Linked DNA regions of Mus musculus: region 2 is linked to region 1. Evidence: chromatin contacts called from public Micro-C data. All regions are on one chromosome and are shown on one strand. Each heading gives the region's core, a stretch centred on a gene start, on an enhancer-like site or on the middle of the called end of the contact. The rest is flanking DNA. Distances are from core to core; before and after follow the strand shown.

The links. A called contact is a pair of places that touch in the nucleus more often than the background predicts.
Region 2: a Micro-C map of the HL-1 cell line shows a contact between it and region 1, with 6 times the contacts expected there. The contact joins two enhancer-like sites. A contact is called at or near these places in 4 of 39 promoter capture datasets (the HPC-7 cell line, hematopoietic stem and progenitor cells, pre-B cells and 1 more), 3 of 15 datasets of contacts at CTCF or cohesin (large pre-B cells, pro-B cells and stem cell-derived epiblast-like cells), 27 of 484 Hi-C or Micro-C datasets (the AML12 cell line, CD8 T cells, the G1E-ER4 cell line and 19 more), 12 of 115 datasets of contacts at active chromatin or transcription factors (DN3 thymocytes, the SCID.adh cell line, T-cell acute lymphoblastic leukemia and 4 more) and 4 of 9 other capture datasets (adipose tissue, embryonic stem cells, liver and 1 more).

Annotation. Positions count from the first base shown.
Region 1 is chr3:135,553,745-135,558,205 of GRCm38.p6, forward strand. It overlaps Manba (mannosidase, beta A, lysosomal), which reads left to right. Exons shown (of 17, transcript NM_027288.3): 13 at 1,016-1,180. Among named protein-coding and RNA genes, the nearest start is that of Gm46827, 52 kb to the right of the region's middle. Within about 2 kb of position 2,772, at least 50 of the 459 cell types and tissues checked have an H3K27ac peak or open chromatin away from gene starts, as enhancers often do. A contact at or near this core is called in the HL-1 cell line and tail fibroblasts, where this site is marked.
Region 2 is chr3:135,709,693-135,714,123 of GRCm38.p6, forward strand. No RefSeq gene overlaps it. Among named protein-coding and RNA genes, the nearest start is that of Nfkb1, 20 kb to the left of the region's middle. Within about 2 kb of position 2,824, at least 32 of the 459 cell types and tissues checked have an H3K27ac peak or open chromatin away from gene starts, as enhancers often do. A contact at or near this core is called in the HL-1 cell line and tail fibroblasts, where this site is marked.

The DNA of each region.
Region 1 (4,461 bases), core at 1,522-4,021:
CCAGTGTTGTACATACACGGAGAGGATGATGTGGGTGCTACAGGGGTTCCTATCTCAGAAAACCAAAGGTCAACAACAACAGGAAGAAGATATGAGTGATTGACCTGTCCAGCAGGTCCAGTTATTCGAGGGTCTTGAGGGGACCTTCTCCTAAGAACCAAATTGGGGGGTAGAGAGAGACGAGAGCCTTGTGCGAATAACGACACGGAAATGTTCTGAGTTGCATCAAGGCCCCAATGTATTAGCCAGGCCCAAGGTTTAAATGCACAAGCAAAAGAGGAAGTGCCTTTCAGCAGGAAGGATGGGGCAGTAGAATTGCACAAGCAAAAGGGGGAGTACAGGTTCTTATCAGCGGGAGGGGTGGGGCAATAGAATTGCACATTCTTTAGGCAGTTACACGGGGAAGCAGGAACTTGGCGGTATCAGGGTATCTTGAGGTCAGGACATCTGGCGCTGACTTACGGCTGGAACGATCTGTGGTTGTTCTCGGAGCGGTGTGTCGGTGGCCCGCTTTTGACCCTCTTTTCTTCTCGGGGGGGGGGGGGTGGGGTGGGGTGGGGGGGTGGGGGGGGGGGGGGAGGGAGAGGCCCAATTCAGAGATCAGGGCAATAGCGTTGTCTTAATAGCTCCCAACAAGTGATAATGTGTTTTAATGAACAGAATAATGTTTTGGTATGCCAGGCTTTTTAAGAGAAATAATATAATGCAACTTTCCAGGTATGAAAGCAGACCGTTGTTACCAAATCGGACCCCACCTTGCACAAGGCTGGCCTTTACCAGTAATAATGAGAATGACGGGGCTGGAGAGATGGCTCAGTGGTTAAGAGCCCTGACTACTCTTCGGGAGGTCCTGAGTTCAATCCCCAGAACGTTTTTCTTTAATGTTTATGATTAATACCACAGAACAATTCCTAAGTTCTTTCCGATGTGTAGAGCACTCTCCAGGCTTGTCAGGAATGTATGAGAAAAGTAGCTTCACGGCTAGGGTCTGTGACCCTCTTCCTTTATCCACAAGGTCTCATCTCAGGAGGACTGGGCTTACAACAGCCGCTTCTCCCTTCATCGGCAGCATCATGAAGATGGCAACCATCAGATGCTGCACCAGGTCAAGATGCATTTCAAACTCCCCCAGGGGACAGACCCATTGCGCACATTTAAAGACACTATCTACCTTACTCAGGTAAGCCACTTCTAGTCTGGAGCTGCTGGGCTTCTACACTGAGTGTGTGCAATCATGCAGCTTTCGTAGCCTTTGTATGGTGGAAAATGGTCAGGTTTGCATGCTCTTGCTAAGGTTGTTGTTTTCTTCACAATACAGACGAGCAAACCCATAAAACCTGTATCTAATTCTTGGCTTTGTTTCTCCTCACAAGAACAGCTTATGAAATTCTAAAATTTGTGTACTAAGATGTTTGTTGTTTAAGATTAGTCTAAAGTTTCAGCAATGAAGGCAGTAGGAGAATCTCCTATTAGGACAGAAATGTCCTGGCAATTCAGGTGGAAAAGGGTAGAGTCGTTGATGAAATGTGCTGGACCAAGAAGATCGCTTTACAGGGAAATGAAAGTCTCCATGCATGCAGATTGCATTCACCACGGACCTGAGATTCAAATGGGAGGGTTTGGAGCATAGCCGTGCTGCACACGCTCCAGGCTTTGGATCTGATCCCTGAGACAAAGAAAACAAAGCCCCTGAAATGAGGAAGCAACACAATAAAAGTCCTGGAAAGAACACAAGACTCAGAGACAGGCAAAGAAGAGGTCTTAAAGCTTGAGGACACTAACCATGAAAAAAAAAAAACGGGCTGATAAATTGTATTTCACTAAAATCATTGGCTTTTGATTTTTTAAAAAGATTTATTTATTTTTATTATATATAAGTACACTGTAGCTGTCTTCAGACACTCCAGAAGAGGGAGTCAGATCTCATTACAGATGGTTGTGAGCCACCATGTGGTTGCTGGGATTTGAACTTCGGACCTTCGGAAGAACAGTCGGGTGCTCTTACCCACTGAGCCATCTCACCAGCCCTGGTTTTTTTTTTTTAAAGCACTACCAGGAAAGAGAAAAAGGCAAGCTATAGATTGAGGATCAATGTTTACAATCATTTATATGTAATTGGTCTGGCCTGGGTGTTTTATCATGTCTGTTGCTTACCAAATAAATCACATCTAATTCAAACCTGAGCCTGCAGGCACAACCTAGCTCTTTCCCCCTAGATAATAGAATAGTTATTTATTCCCACAGACAACTTGAGTTATCAGAGGAGCAGGAAGGGAAAAGGTGCCCTTTGAGAATCAGTTTCTCACGACTTGGCATCAAACGCCCAATAAATATATGCTAGAGACAAATGAAAGCAGTAGAGGGGGCTCTAAGCTCAGGGCTTGGTGAAGACTGAAGTCACCTCCTGGTGTAGGTGGTCATTGAGAGGCCTGATGCAGCTTAGTTTAGTCAACCTGTGGGAGTGGTAGTGTGAGTCACAGATTAAGAGAGCATGCTGGGTGTGTGGCCATTTGGAATAGATATAACCCGAGAAGAGAGGAGAGTGAGAAGAGACTTTGGAAGACTGGAAGATCTGGAGGCAGAAGAACTCACTTGTTGCTGTAAGACGAAGCAGGGAGGGAAGGCTCTCCACATGTTCACGAGGAAGCTTTCTGCAAAGCCTTCTCGGTTCAAACATCTTTGACAGTTACAAAATTTGTTCAACCAATAGAGTCTTCCAAAGTGACGTGGGCACACATCCTGTTCTTCAGAACCTTATGAATGACTAATAATAAACGAGAACAGTGAGTGGGAGGGAGCTTAGAGAGGATGAGCCAGGGAAAGAATTAACCAAGATTCCTTCCCTACTCCCGCTTCTCTCCTCTCTGTCCTTTAAACAGGTTTTGGTGAGAATTGTCCATAAGATTACTCGATTCCTGCCTGCTGCTTCCTCATCTTTGCACCGTTCCTTCTTCCATGGCAAGACCTGGCTTTCACTTCCAGGATTTTTTTTTAACTTAATTACTTAATTCATTTGCAGCTTCTGTTTGGTTTTGGTCTGGTGGTGACCACCTTGCTGGGGCAGGTATCCCCGTGGACAAGGAGAGAAGGAGGAGGTGGGGAGTGTAGGGAGAAGGTGGAGATAGGAAGGGAAAGAGAAAAGCAACAGATTAATTCCATTGAGATCCACTCCCTAGTTTAGACTTAGAAAGGATCAAGGCTGAGTGCCAAACTGAATGAGAGCAAGTCTCCAATTCTGAACCAAGGCTTAGTTGGCTGCGAGTGCTAAACGCACAGGCAAAGCTCAGCGCTGCTAAAACACACAAGCAGAGAACTCCACTGGTGCCCGGCTGCCTCTGCTGCCTTGATTAGCACTCCCTACACTTAGATTTCAACACGACCTAGCTCCACTTGCTTACTCGACACACTCTGTGAGAGCTGCCTTAGCTGATAATACAATGAGCGTGTCTTCTTTTGTATTGCTGGACTGTCTCACCATGGGAACAAATCAGACTGCATACAGTTTCCCTACCACAGGACACTTCTGTTGTTTCTAGCCGAAGGCTGTTATGAGTAATGCTGCTATGAACAGGATTTTAGATGATGATTAGCAGACCAGTGTGCTTGCTTAGGTATACAAGGAAACCAAGTATTTAACTTTGACAGAAACTGTCAGAAACCTCCCCAAAGTGGTTAAACAAACTGACACGTTGTCGAACATTGTTTTACAGTTCCAGCTGGCTTACCTTCGCTTTGGCAGCTGGTACTGTCAGTCTTTGATTATGGGAATTCTGGTGGGTGTGTGTCTTAAATGGCTTTAATTTTCACTTGCTTGGTTAAAAATGAGATGAAACTGCTGGAGTGGTGGTTCGGTGGTTAAGAGCACTGGCTGCTCTTCTAGAGGGCCCAGGTTGGATTCTCAGTACCCAGTGGTTGCTCATAACTTCAATTCCAGGGAATCTAATGCCCTCTTCTGGCCTTTGTGGGCACCAGAAACACACATGGTATAGAGACATACATGCAGGCAAAGTACCCATACATATCAAATAATTTTTTTTTAAGAACGTGATTAAGCACTTTTTTTTTTCTTTTTTGGTTTTTCCCAGATGGGTTTTTCTGTATATCTTTGGCTTCCCTAGAATTCACTCTTTAGGCAAGGCTGGCCTTGAGATGCTCCTGCCTCTGCCTCCCAAGTGCCAGGATTAAAGGTGTGTGGCACCACTGCCCTGCAGAGCATAGTAACCATGTGGGTAGCTTTACTAGTCAAGTGTTTATTCAAGATTTCTACTTATTTGTTTTATTGACGTTCTTACCTTTGGACATCTCTGATCAGATATGTGAATTACAGCTAGGAGTATGCCTCAGTGACATAACACTTTCCTGATGTGCTCTGGCTTCTGTTCCAGGCACCACAGGAAAGAGGCCTGTCTGTCTGTCTGTCTGTCTGTCTCTCTCTCTCTGTCTCTCTCTCTCTCTGTGTGT
Region 2 (4,431 bases), core at 1,574-4,073, 160 kb after region 1:
TTCTGGATCTTCAATTCTATTCCATTGGTCTACTTGTCTGTCTCTATACCAGTACCATGCAGTTTTTATCACAATTGCTCTAGAAAAATATTTCTAAGATTAGAAACAGAGTGTGTGTGGATTGGGGAGGAGTCAGGTGGGAGGATATTACCCTTGGTGTTCTGGGAAGAGCCCTTAGGTCCTGACCCATAAACACAGTTCTGAGGAATGGTCTCTGCCTAAAACGGGAAAGACTAACAGATCCAGACTGATACTATAGTGGAAAGTGCCTGGAGTACCCTCACCTACGGGGATGTGATGTTCAATGCATGAAGACTAGATTCGTTGACAGATGTCTTAGCAGGTGCCCATGGGAGTGGCTGACAGATATCCAGCGTCTCACCATGGCGCTCTATAAATCACACTGTTTAAAACAAAGATGGGAACCTAAAGTTTAATAGCGACTTGAAATGGATATGAAGTTAATTTGCAGGAAAAGGAAAACTGGATTGTACTTATGCTATATTTGAATTTGTGGCTGAAATGCAAATTTATTGTGCATCTTACCAACTCTGGAGTGTGTTTGAAGAAGCCCGGGGATGTACAACTTTACCTTTCAGCCCCCTTCTTCCCAGCTCCAGTCTTTCTCTATGCAATGGAAGCCCTTGGGACTTGCTAGGTGTTAATTTATGCACTTTCGGGAATAAATACATGATTTTCTAGATTTCAGGGGGATTTTGATAGGACATTGATGTCTTCACCACACTCTTGCTCCATTTGCTCTGGGTGTTTTTCTCTCAGAACCTGGGAGAACTTTTCTTCGCTTATGTAGAATTCTATACTCTAAACCAGCTTAAAAGATCACTTATTATATTGCCACAATTTTGTTGGGGGCTGAATCCAATGGCACACCCTCAGAATCTTTTCTTTTTTTATTTCTTTGGTAAAACCGACAAGTAGGTATGTAGGGAACACTGGGTCAAAGCCATGCATCTCAAAAGAGAAAAGGAAAGCACATGGACAATTCAAATGAGGTTAAATGTCTGTTCACAGAAAATATTTACTAAATATACACATTTTCCTCTTAAACATATGTGCTTTTGTCTAAAGCTTCCAGGCCTCCCTCTTACTCTTGGCTGGAGTGCAGTGGGGGTGTTCCTATGGGATTGAGAGATACACACATGCTCCTCCATTCTAAACACAGATGAAGGTGGTAAAGTTCTAAGTGGAAATCGAGTTGTAGCATCTTCCCATCTGCTTTGGTGTGGTCCATTTGGCTCTGTACAGAGTGTGGAAGAAGCTGACACCATGTTTAGTGAGAACTCAACCTCGAATTTGGCAAGAAGCTTTCTAAGTTTGCTTAACTATTGCTAGTTTAATAAGACATCTGTGGTCACAGCAATTCTAATGACAAGTTGAGGAGAAACATCTTAGGCTGGTCTTACCTGCTTCCGAAAGCTCCCTCCCCCAGAGGGGAATCTCTCTGTCATTTCCTCCTTGTTACAAACGCTGAGCTGTTTTATCTTCATAACAGTGCGCTTGTGTTTCCATGAAAATGTATTATCTCATTTAACTTCTTCTCAGCTCGATCTTCCAAATATTTACACCGTCATAGCATTTTCTCTCCTATTCAGCCATTCACGGGTATGAATGTTGGAATTATTGCTCAAGTTTGTTCTAGATTCTGTCCACCTGAGCCGAAACAGCCATATCAAGTCATGAAACACATGGCCTCGTGCAAGTCATAGCTGATTTTCAGTTTTAGCAATATAGCCTTAGTCTCCTAAAAACAAAGGAACACACCGAATATTTAAAAATTTCCTACATAACATATAGTAGATATGTATAAATACAATAGGTATAAATATTTCAAAATAACACACTTAAACTTTGGAATCTGAATAACTGGTTGGATTATTAATATTTTCCCATCTGTCAAGTAAAAATGTTAAATTATCTCTTGGTGTCCGGTCTCCCCCTTTAAGCTCTATATTTTGCTTTTGAAACCTTAGTATAAATAGAATTTGGTGGATTTTTTTGAAAGTCACTAGGGTCGAAAACTTGTATTATTTTCTGGGAAAAAAATTTATAGTGGGGCATCTGTTCTTTAGAATTTTGAGTCATTCTGAACCATGCATGAATCATGACTTGCTCATTTTTAGCTCATTTTAGGGGAAGAATTGGCAAGGTGCAACAAAGGGAGACGTTACGTTAGAAGAAATTTTGGTTTCTAAGGTATTGAGACTGTTTCCAATAATAATATTACTTTTATAGGAAAGTGAGGCTTTTAATCTACATATCTGAAAGCTTTGAGCATATAAGTACACATGTACATGATGATACTTTTAAAATCAAGAAAATTTTATTCTAATTGTTCATAGTTTTAATCAGTGAAATGTGAATATTTTACTGCATAGAAGACCCATTAATAATAACACAATAGTTTTATTTTACAATGAGTATGGACCTGGGGCTAGCTTGACAAGAAACATCACATTTGCAGTATTTATTCTGTTTGTAACATGTCTATCTTAGGGTTACTAACTCAAGCAGACCAAGAACCTGGAGGCAGGAGCTGATGCAGAAGCCGTGGAGGGATGCCGCTTACTAGCTTGCTCCTTGTGGCTTGCTCAGCCTGCTTTCTATGGAACCCAGGACCACCAGCCCCAGATGGAACCGCCCTCCCACATCAATCACTAATTAAGAGAATGCTGTACAATCTTGCCTAAAGTCAGGTTTTACAGAAGAAAAAATTTTTTTCAATTGAGAATCCCTTGTCTCTGATGACTCAAGCCTGTGTCAAACTGACACACAACCAGCCAGTACAATGTGGTTCCTATGACACCATGGCTAGAAAGAAACACTTTACCCCTGCCCCCTTTAGAAAAGATTTATTTACTTCACTATTTTATGTGTATGAGGGTTTTGTCTGCATGCATGTATACCCACCACATGGGTGTGTGATCCCCGAGCAGGTCAGAAGAGGACATCAAATCCACTTGAACTGGAGTTACAGATGGTTGCGAGCTGCCATGTGTTTCTGGGAATCCAACCAGAGTCCTCTGTAAGAGCAGCACATGCAAGGGCTGGAGAGATGGCTCAGCGGGTAAGCGTTCTGACTGCTCTTCCGAAGGTCCTGAGTTCAAATCCCAGCAACCACATGGTGGCTCACACACCACCCATAATGAGATCTGATGCCCTCTTCTGGTGCATCTGAAGTCAGCTACAGTGTACTTATGTATAATAATAAATAAATCTTTGGTCCGGAGCGAGCAAGGACTGAGTGAGAGCGAGCAAGGACTGAGTGAGAGCGGAGTTGGTCAGACTGGAGCAAGCAGAGGTCCTAAAAATTCAATTCCCAACAACCACAGGAAGGCTTACAACCAGCTACAGTGTACTCATATACATAAAATAAATAAATAAATCTTTAAATTAAAAAGAGCAGCATGTGCTCTCCTCTGCTGAGCTAAGAGTTGTTTCAGGTCCAAGAATGGCTGCATTTTTGATCACTTCCCTGACAGATTTGTCTGAGATCTCTTCCCAGGTATTTATGGTAAGTGCCTTTAAAATGTGCTTCTTTTTTCCTATGAGAAAAGTAAGGTAATTAAAATTAGAACTTTCAGGGGGTGGCCAGGAAACAACTGTGCCAGGACAAAGATTTCTCCTTAGGGGAATGAGTTAAGAAAAGGAAGTATTATTTACTAAGTGTTCCCACTCTGCAGATGGCAAGCCTCTGACAAGTATGTGTGAAGCCAGTTGTTTGTGGATACATTTCCATGGTTATACTTTAGTCATCCATACCACAACAAGAGTCTAGGTCTCTCCTTGTGACTCTCTCCCTCCCTCCCTCCCTCCCTCCCTCCCTCCCTCCCTCCCTCCCTCCCTCCCTCCCTCCCTCCCTCCCTCTCTCTCTCTCTCTCTCTCTCTCTCTCTCTGCAAACGGCAGTGACTTCTGCATATCCCTGAAAGTTGATATCTTCTGATGGCTTCCCTGTGTCACCTGGCTTCCGGCTCTGCATCTGACTTTTTCCTAAGAACCTGTGCTTTGATCCAGTTCTGCAAGCTACAATATATGCTGCCCCCTCCTGGTATTGTTTGAAGAGGTGAGCTCTGCTTAATGAAATTTATTCAGATGCTATTTGTGAATATGCTTTTCAGATATTTGCTCTCCGTTCCTGTTTGTACTCATCCAGTTAAGGGTCACTGGAAAGTCCAATCTGATGGAATTTGAAACTCGCTGGTGATTTTGTTGTCATTTTAATATGCTGCTAGAACACTAGCTGATGCACACGAGAGAAGAGAGAGAGAGAGAGAGAGAGACAGAGAGAGAGAGACAGAGAGAGACAGAGACAGAGAGAGACAGAGACAGAGAGAGACAGACAGAGAGAGACAGAGAGAGACAGACAGAGACAGAGAGAGAGAGACAGAGAGACAGAGAGAGACAGAGAGACA